3 separate regions of the Triticum aestivum genome follow, and regions 2 and 3 are each linked to region 1. A link is a contact called in public Hi-C data. All regions are on one chromosome and are shown on one strand. Each heading gives the region's core, a stretch centred on a gene start, on an enhancer-like site or on the middle of the called end of the contact. The rest is flanking DNA. Distances are from core to core; before and after follow the strand shown.

Region 1 (2,876 bases), core at 195-2,694:
GATCTCCTCCTCCTTCTGGCCTGCGCCCCCTGTCGATCCCGGGAGAGACTCCTTGCGGCGCCTCTCCTGTGATGCAGCTCCCAGGGACGCGCCGGGCATGAGGCTGTAGCGGCTCGGGACGACCCGGACCTTGGAGCTCCCTGCCGGCCTCCTGCAGGTGGACGCAGTGCTGCTCTGGTTCATGGCAGCTTTGGGCGTGGGCTCGTCGGCCACCACCTTGGCGGCCCCGAACGCGGCGACGCCTCCCCTCGTGCTGTTCGTGGCCCTGGCGATGGACTGCCTCCTCGCCCTGGGGCTCATGCTGGAGCTCCTCGCCTTGGCCCTGCTCGCCGCCGTGCCTTGCTTGCTGCTGTCGAGCGGCTGCCTGGCGTTGCTCGACGGCCAGAGCTTAGCGGGGACCGCGGGCTGCTGCCTGGAAGCCTGCCCTTCTTCGCGGATGGCGTTCAGCTTGCCGGGGAACGGCTTGACCCGCGCCGCGCCCGCCGCGGCCACGGGCTTGGTGCCGCCGCTGATGCCGTGCTGGATCTCCATCGGGCCGAGGCTGACGCCCCTGCGGCGCTGCACGGGCGGCTCCTTGATCGGCTTCAGGATGCGGCTTGCGGGGGCAGCGCCCTGCTGCTGCTGCTGCTGACGCGCGGCGGGGGCCTTGGCGGGGTTCGCGGCGGCGATGTCGAGCGGGCCGATGCTGAGCCCCCTGCCGCCCCGCGACGCCGGGAACTGCTGCTTGGCGGCGGGCCTGGGCTTCTGCGCGGGGGGCGGGGGCTGCTGCTTCTCCGGGAGAGGGAGCAGGTTGTCGGGGTCCGCGGCGGCGGCGAGGAGGTCGTCGTCGAGGGGGGCGAGGCCGAGCCCCTTCGCCCGCGGCCGCGTCCCGGTGGACTTGGCGTTGGCGTCGTGGCCCCTGGAGACGCGGAGGTGGTGGAGGCGGGAGGAGAGGCGCAGGATCTCGGCCTCGATGCGCGCGATCTCGGCGTCGGCGTCGGCGTCGTCGGTCTCAGCGGGGCGGCGGTTCTCCTTCTCGCCCCTGCGCACGGGCGTGGCGTGCGCGTGCCAGGCGTTGGAGGAGGCGGAGTTGGAGCCGTCGAAGGCGGCGTTGTTCCACACGTGCACCAGCGGGATCAGCGGGTCCTCCTCCATCATCGCCGCCGCCGCCGCCGGGGACGCTCCCCCCTTACCCTCCGTCTCCTTCCGCTGCGGCGGCGAAATCGAACGGGGATCAGAGCCGGTAACAAGCGAGCGAGCGATTAGCGGGTCGAGATTGGGGAGGGGTCGGCGGGGTACCTGGATGGGTGGACTCGAGCGATTGATGAAGGATTCCTGCGTGATTAGGGGCGCGGTTTGGTGGTTGGGTCGGAGGATTATGAGGGGATTTGTTTCTCGTCGCCTGGTTTGAAATGGGGGTGGGGAGGGGGGAACGGATGCGGATGCGGCGCGTGCGCGGAGGGGAAGAGGAGGGGAGGGTTTAAGAGGCAGGCGCGAGTCGACCGTTGGGGCAAGGGAGCGGAAGGGGGGAGGGGAGCAAGGAGAGGAGGAGTAGTCGACGTTCGCTAGACGTTGAGTGGGTCCACCAAACGTCGCTCCCTCCTCTGCTTTTCGCCCCATCCGCATGATGCGGAGGAAAGATTACTTTTCAAAGGCGTGCTAGGCAAAATATATATATATATATATATACTACTCCATGTTCGTGGAAACAAAATCCAACAATGAATACAGGTGAGCAGTAAACCTTTTTTTCCATCAAGTTTGGATTGCTTACCACGAGTGTCACGCACTACAACGATGGAGTATTTCAGTGTTTACCGACGCACGTGTAAGTAAGTACTCCTTTCATTCCACAATGTAGTGCTTCCTTTATCCACGTGCTTCAACTTTGACCGTAAATTTAACTAGCAAGACCGATTGCGGCGGGAGCAAAAATTATATCAGTGAATTCGTATTTAAAAGAAGTTTTCAATTATATAAATTTTTTTCTCCCGCCGCAATTGATCTCGCTGGTTAAATTTATGGTCAAAGTTGAATCTCAGAAAGCGCGGACGCACTATATTTTGGATGGAGAGAGTACTTAGTACCGTAGAAAATGTGTACCATACTTCCTTGAATCTTCTCCCAGTACTTGCTCATTTCTTATTTATTTCTTTGAACACTACTTGTTCCTTTCCTTGGAGGGACGCATCTGAGGCTGCGCCTGCGTGCCCGCTTTCCACCGGTACTCTACAAATCAGCGCCCGGATGCACGCGGAAAATGGGCAGAGAACCAGAGCTGAGCTCCCCTGTTTCCCTCCTGTTTAAGGGCTCGGCCGATCTGAATTCGAATGTGCCGGCGAGCACACGCCAACGCCATCAACCATTCTTAAATTGCCACTCAAAACGTACGTGCTTGCTTGCGACGTCATAGTATATGTGTGACGCCCTGAGACCGTTGCGCCAGGTGTCTTCAAGTTATTCGTTGTCATTGCCATGCCATTTGCTTGTGTGTTGCATCTTGTTATGTCATCACATGTGCATTGTATCATCATATTTTTTTAAACTTGCATTCGTCTAGGTTTCTCAGTTCTTTCCATTGCCCGTTCTGAGCCTAGACACACTTGCACGCGCCTGCGGCACGTCTAAAATATTATTTTATAGGTGACCGAAAAATATTCTTGGAATGGAATGAAAGTTGGCGTGTTGTCTTATTATAGTGTAGATAGACCGCCTGTCAAGTTTCATCGCATTTGGAATCCGTTTGACGCCCTAACGGATAAATATAGCGGCAATAGTAGCCGGTCAAACGTCGGACGTTTTCGGTCTCCGGAAACAGTCGCCGGGTCTCTCTCTTCTCTTCTCTCAGCCCGAGGCTTTCTGCACATCCCACTACCACTCATCGCCAGGCCCAACCT
Region 2 (2,876 bases), core at 125-2,624, 140 kb before region 1:
TTGTCTGAATCTGAAATTCTGAATATGTGTCACTTTCTACGTGTGCTCTACTGGAAACTCAGTTTAGCCTGCCACTTGTGTAAAATCCTCGAACATATGACTGCAGGACAAGTTCTTTGTAGCATGTCTTGTACTGTAAATTCAGTTGAGCCTGTCACCGGTGTGACGGAAGAATTTGTGGCTGGTGACAGCATCAGGCCATGTCATGTTTGCCTACCTATGTTGTGCGTCAGGCCAAGCGTCTCTAAATAACCATCATTTGGTGCCTTGCTGGTGTGGTCATCATGTATAAATACGCAACATAGTGGAGTTGTCGGTGTTGGTTGGTTGTGTGCTGTTGTGGGTCAGAGCCTGTGCACCAGATCCAAAGGAAGTTACCAAGGCACCAGACCTTTACCCCTCAGATTTTGCAAGATAGGCTGGGTGTTCAGTTCTGTAATTGACGAAGATCTTTTTGATCCAGTTTCTTATTAATCAACATTGTTGCCTTATTGGTGTTTTGCCTGGAACGAAGTGGTCATAATTCAGTGCAATAGCTGGGGAACAAGGCCGTATGAATATAGTGTAGTAGGTTGAGACTTGAGACTTGAGACTTGCTATGCTTTTTTTTCTTTTTTTTTGTTGCTCTCAACAATCTTCATTTAGTACAGCATTGCAGTGATCAGCTGGAAGATCAGCAACAGTTTACAGTGTTATGTTTTCCCACTTTTTCCTTGTGCATTGTCCTAGCATCTTCATTACTGCTTTTAAGAGTTTACTCCCTTTTAGGCATGAGAAAAACTAAACCATGTAGTACAACAGTATGTGGTTCAACAGGAATGAATCCTGGAAACTGTACCTTTTAGGCCAAATTCTTCTTGTATATATATCTATTGTCAGATGTCGACTTGCCTGTCATTCTCTGCATCTGAAAAGATCTGAACATGTGTCCCTCTGTACACGGGCTGTCACTGTAAATAAGTTCAGCATAGCCTGCCACTTGTGTACGTATTTTCATAAACATCTGACCACGGCAGAATTTGTAGCTAGTGGCAGCATCAAGTGGTAAGCATGTCTTTTTTAGGGGGGATGTGCTAAGCATGTTACTTTTGCTTGCTTATTATGTCAGGTCAAACCACTCAAGATCTAATTAACCATCATCAGTGGTGCCTTGCTGGTGTGGTGATCGTGTATATATGAATAAAGATAGAGAAAGAAACATGATGCAGTGGTCACTGGCGGTGGTGTGCTGGTGTGGGTCAGCGCATGTGCACCAGATCAGATCCAGACGAAGTTACCAAGGAATCGATCAATCAGATCTTATCCCCAGAGTGTGGAGGTTGATAATCATTTGATTTGTGCAAAGACCGGTGAGCATTGCCATTGCCCAGCGGCCAGGTAAAGAGCAGAGCAGGTAGGCAGTTGGCCTGTTGCCCTCCACATCGCTTTCGATCTCCAGTCCTGCTTCGTTAAGTTTCAGTCGATTCTATATCCGTGAGACCTTACGTTTAAATCCGTGCAAATTTTTATTTTAGTTTTCTTTTTTGCATGTTATATCACTTGACTGGATCTTTTTTCTTATTTTTCTTGTATGTTATATCACTTGACTGGTTGTGGTTAAATCCGACTGAGACCTAGCCACACCCTTCAATCTTTTACCTATCTATAGACTATAGTACTGCACTAGTACCTGGCCTGATCAGCCTGATTTGGATTTAGCAGTGAGGCTGAGCTGAGAGGTCTGGGGCAGCGGAGGAAGCAGGATGGGCTTCTCCTTCTTCGCCTCTCGCGCTGCCGCCAGGTTCCTGGAGGACATCCGGCGCCCCTCCTCCGCCGGCGTCTCCACCGCGGCGCTCCTCCTCACGGCCGCCAGGTGCGTCCCCCACCCCCGATCCCCCATGCCCCCTCTAAAGTTCTTCCATTTCTTTTCCCCTTTCGTTGCGTGATGATGGTGATCCACTGTTCCTCGCCGCCCCTTTTGTCTGCTTTACCCTCTCTCTTTTTGTTCTTTCTCGTAGCTGCGTCCTTGGTCTAGCACTCTAGAATCTAGATAATCTTGGTCAACAGGGAGGTGATGTTCATGGAGTGGACATCCATCCATCCGTCCGATGTACTACTCCATGAACAGACACCATCCCCTGTACTTCATGAACAGTCCATTTTTGTCTGAATTTTGTCCCCAAAATCCACCACTGTTCTTCCGGATCGAGGTGGCTGGCCGCATTTGCGAGCCTCAGAGATTTTCTTCACTGGCTTTGCAGCGGCGGAGGCATTGTGGCCTATGCCGACTCCGCCAGGGCGGAGGAGGCTCCGGAGCCACCGCCCAGGAAGAAGAAGGTGGTGGTGCTCGGCACCGGCTGGGCCGGCACCTCCTTCCTCAAGAACCTCGACTCCTCCCGCTACGAGGTGAAGGTCATCTCGCCCCGCAACTACTTCGCGTTCACGCCCCTGCTGCCCAGCGTCACCTGCGGCACCGTGGAGGCGCGCAGCGTCGTCGAGCCGATACGGAGGATGTTCGAGAAGGTAACACCGTGGCTGCTGAACTGATGCTCTTGTGGTTGGTGTTATGCAGAGCTGTGGAGTAACACAGTGGCTGCCTCTCTCGCTCTTCTTTTTTGCAGAAGGGGAAAGATGTCGCGTATTATGAAGCAGAGTGCTTCAAAATCGATCCGACGAAGAAAGCCGTCCACTGCCGCTCTGCTGTTGGTACCAATTTGGATGGGAATGGCGATTTCATGGTTGATTATGATTACTTGGTCGTCGCTCTTGGGGCTACTGTCAATACATTTAACACTCCTGGTGTGATGGAGCATTGCCACTTTCTGAAGGTAAAATCCTGTGCAGCATTGTGTGTGTCTTTACTGTTCTGCTTTCTCTCATGTTTCAGTCCTGAGATG
Region 3 (2,876 bases), core at 151-2,650, 150 kb after region 1:
TGATCTTTAGAGATTGTTCATGATTGATTCTACATTACTAAATAACTTGCGCCAGTATGGAAAGTTCTGATATGTTCAGATTTCTTTCGTTGTGTGAGAGGGTGACGCGAAAATGAACCGAGGAAGTGGGGGGAGGGAACGAAAAAAATCTACAAAAAAAAACCAGCAAAGGTGGGAGGAGGTACCAAAAAAAATCATAGGAGGTGGGACGAAAAAAAACCTGGAAGCGAGACTACCAACTGCTCAATTAGGAGTAGAGATTCAATTATTTTTCAAGTTTAAAGAGTAAAGCGGGGCCTAGAGTATTCGTGCAATGGCATAATGGAGACAACAAGCGTGCCATCTTCATTAAGGGGACTTCCATGACAGTGTCCCCCTTTGCAGGCTGAGGCGTAAGCATTTGAGCTGGAAGCACAAGTAGCGAAAGCAATGGAAGCAGAGGAGCCAAATTTCTTAATAGATAGTCAACTGCTCCACAAGCTAGTACAAAAATGAACCCAGTTAAGTTCCTAAGGCATTGGATGATAAGACCTCGTCTTCACCAGTTTATTCAATTCACTCATGGAACTAATGCTAGAATCTTCAAGTTAAAAAGGAAGAACAACGGGATTGCTCACAAGCAAGCTCAGGATGCTTACAATCTTTTTGATTTTGGTACCTGCTTAGGTGTGTGGCATGATGCTTCTAATTGCCTTGTAAAAGTTGTTATCAGCTCACTTAGTGTGCAATCTTGCACACTGATGTTAGTGACATGTCTTGGAAGTTGGAATAAAGTTCTAAATTGACAAAAAAAATCATAGCAACCCTTTTTTTGAAAAACTTCTCCTTTATTCATCTAGCAAAATTGTAGCATCCTTTACAAGTAACGAAAGCATTTCAGCAGGTCGAATCCATCCATACTGAAGGAGGATAAAATTTAACTAGACTAGCAAGTTCATGCACTACTTTATTGCACTCTCTATTACAATAATCATAAGATACATGATTAAAAATATGAGGACATGAAATAGCCATCATAAATAATTGCGCTCGCCACCGAAGAAGAATTGCTATTTCTCAAAGCTTCTACTACCTCCAGGCTGTCCAAGTTGATCATGACCTTACTACCGCCCACAGTTTTGACACAGTTTAGCCCAAACCTAACTGTCAAAGCTTCTGCTATGAAAGAATCACAGCATATATATGTCTTCTTTTTCATTAGCTGCCTGATAACCCAGAAGTATAAAAGATTAATTATAATTTTTTCGATAAATAAAAATGTCGAATCCGAGAAGAAGCTAAAGGATACCGTAAGACCTCCCTGAGATTTCACAAATCTTGACGCACGCGTGGAAGCGTGACGCCCAGACGGCCGTAACAGATCAGCCAGGCTGGCCAGATGGACCCCACCACCGTGACGGTTGGTCAGTTCAGCCACGGAAAAATCCCCCTGGCCTAGCCGTTCAGAGATGGTCAATTCGAATCTCCCCACCGTCCTCCTATAAATTTCCCCCTCGTCTCCGGCGACATCCAGAATTCCATTTCCACACCACCACCGCTACGCTACACGAGAGGAGAGAGAAGCCGCCGAGAGAGAGAGAGAGAGAGAGAGAGAGAGAGAGAGAGAGAGCGGGCGCGCGCTCGGCGCCCGGCGGCGATGGGGGAGGAGTGGAAGGCGGTGGCGGGGAGGGCGGCGGAGTTCCTCCACCCGGTCCACGCCATCGACGAGCACGCCGTGGATGCGCGGCTCCCCAGGCTCATCAGCGGCGCCTCCGACGCGCTCAACCTGCGCCGTGGCAACCTGGCCAACTACAGGGCCGGGGTCGGGCAGATCGCCGACCCGATCCAACAGCCGGTCCTCCCCTGGACCCCCCTCAGCCAGGCCATCTCGATGCTCGGCGAGCACCACCAGCTTCACACCGCGGGCGCCCGCTTCCTCGCCCTCTACGGCGAGCACCTCGCCTTCCTGCTGCCCGGCGAGGCGGCTCAGAGGGACCTCGTCCTCTTCCCACGCCTCGAGCAGGAGACCCACGCGTGCTGGGAGCAGTGGCTTGTGAACAGGGCCGAGGCCATGGACCGCAAGCGCGACGTGTCCCGGAAGCTTCGCCTCGCCGTCGCCTACGACACAGCGTGCTTTGACGACGTCAACGTCGCCTGGCTGCTGCCCGCCGACTCCCCGATCTGGCAGCGGCACGCGTGGATACAGGCGGCCGAGTCGCACGCCGCGCGCGCCCATCACCAGGCCACCGCGGCGGCGGAGGACGCGCTCCAGATGAGCGCCGCCGTCTTCTTGGAGTCCTGGTACGCCACGGCCATCCTGGGCTGCACCTGAACATCCAGCCTCTTCCGATCATGGTACCACATTGGTGCTGCAGCGTGGTCGACCTTTGTTTCTGCACGAGACTTCTAGTAGTTCTTACCGCTAGTGATTTTGTCTGCGGATAAACATCTCGTTTTGTTCGTCGGTGTGATTCTTCGTCGAACTCCTGAAACTCCTGATCGTTGAGAATGTTAGCTAGATAGAATAGATGCACATTTGGTCTGCTTCTGCTAGTTTTGATGTTTGCCGTCTTGCGTTTTCGACAAGAGATTTTGTCTGTAGAAAAGCATATCGGCGGCTGTTCATCTACTGTTTGGACTAAAGAATCCTCAAGTCCTCCTGATAAATGTTTGGATGTTAGATGGTTCATGCATATTTCTGTCTATTTCTTCTAGAATTAGTGTGCTACCAAGATTCTTTTCAAACTAGTTATGCAGTGTCCAGATTCAAAATACTGAGTAGCTTCTAGTAATCTATTTCAGATTCAAAATACTGATAGATGGTTTTTGGTCTGCATACCTGTTTGTTCATCTGTGATTCGTCCTTGAATTCCTAAAACTCCTGATGAGTAAGAATG

Evidence for each region. A called contact is a pair of places that touch in the nucleus more often than the background predicts.
Region 2: a contact with region 1 is called in a Hi-C map of leaf, with 3 times the contacts expected there. The contact joins the promoter of LOC123148937 here to the promoter of LOC123148940 in region 1. A contact is called at or near these places in 3 of 5 Hi-C or Micro-C datasets (all in leaf).
Region 3: a contact with region 1 is called in a Hi-C map of leaf, with 4 times the contacts expected there. The contact joins the enhancer-like site here to the promoter of LOC123148940 in region 1. A contact is called at or near these places in 2 of 5 Hi-C or Micro-C datasets (leaf and root).

The regions. Positions count from the first base shown.
Region 1 is chr7A:647,265,448-647,268,323 of IWGSC CS RefSeq v2.1, forward strand. LOC123148940 (Holliday junction resolvase MOC1, chloroplastic) reads right to left here and starts at 1,445. Exons shown (of 2, transcript XM_044568465.1): 1 at 1,279-1,445; 2 at 1-1,188. The coding sequence starts at 1,137.
Region 2 is chr7A:647,124,098-647,126,973 of IWGSC CS RefSeq v2.1, forward strand. It overlaps LOC123148937 (external alternative NAD(P)H-ubiquinone oxidoreductase B1, mitochondrial), which reads left to right and starts at 1,375. Exons shown (of 11, transcript XM_044568463.1): 1 at 1,375-1,393; 2 at 1,702-1,852; 3 at 2,241-2,502; 4 at 2,601-2,807. The coding sequence starts at 1,743.
Region 3 is chr7A:647,410,846-647,413,721 of IWGSC CS RefSeq v2.1, forward strand. No RefSeq gene overlaps it. Among protein-coding and RNA genes, the nearest start is that of LOC123153641, 19 kb to the right of the region's middle. Within about 2 kb of position 1,401, at least 2 of the 8 cell types and tissues checked have an H3K27ac peak or open chromatin away from gene starts, as enhancers often do. A contact at or near this core is called in leaf, where this site is marked.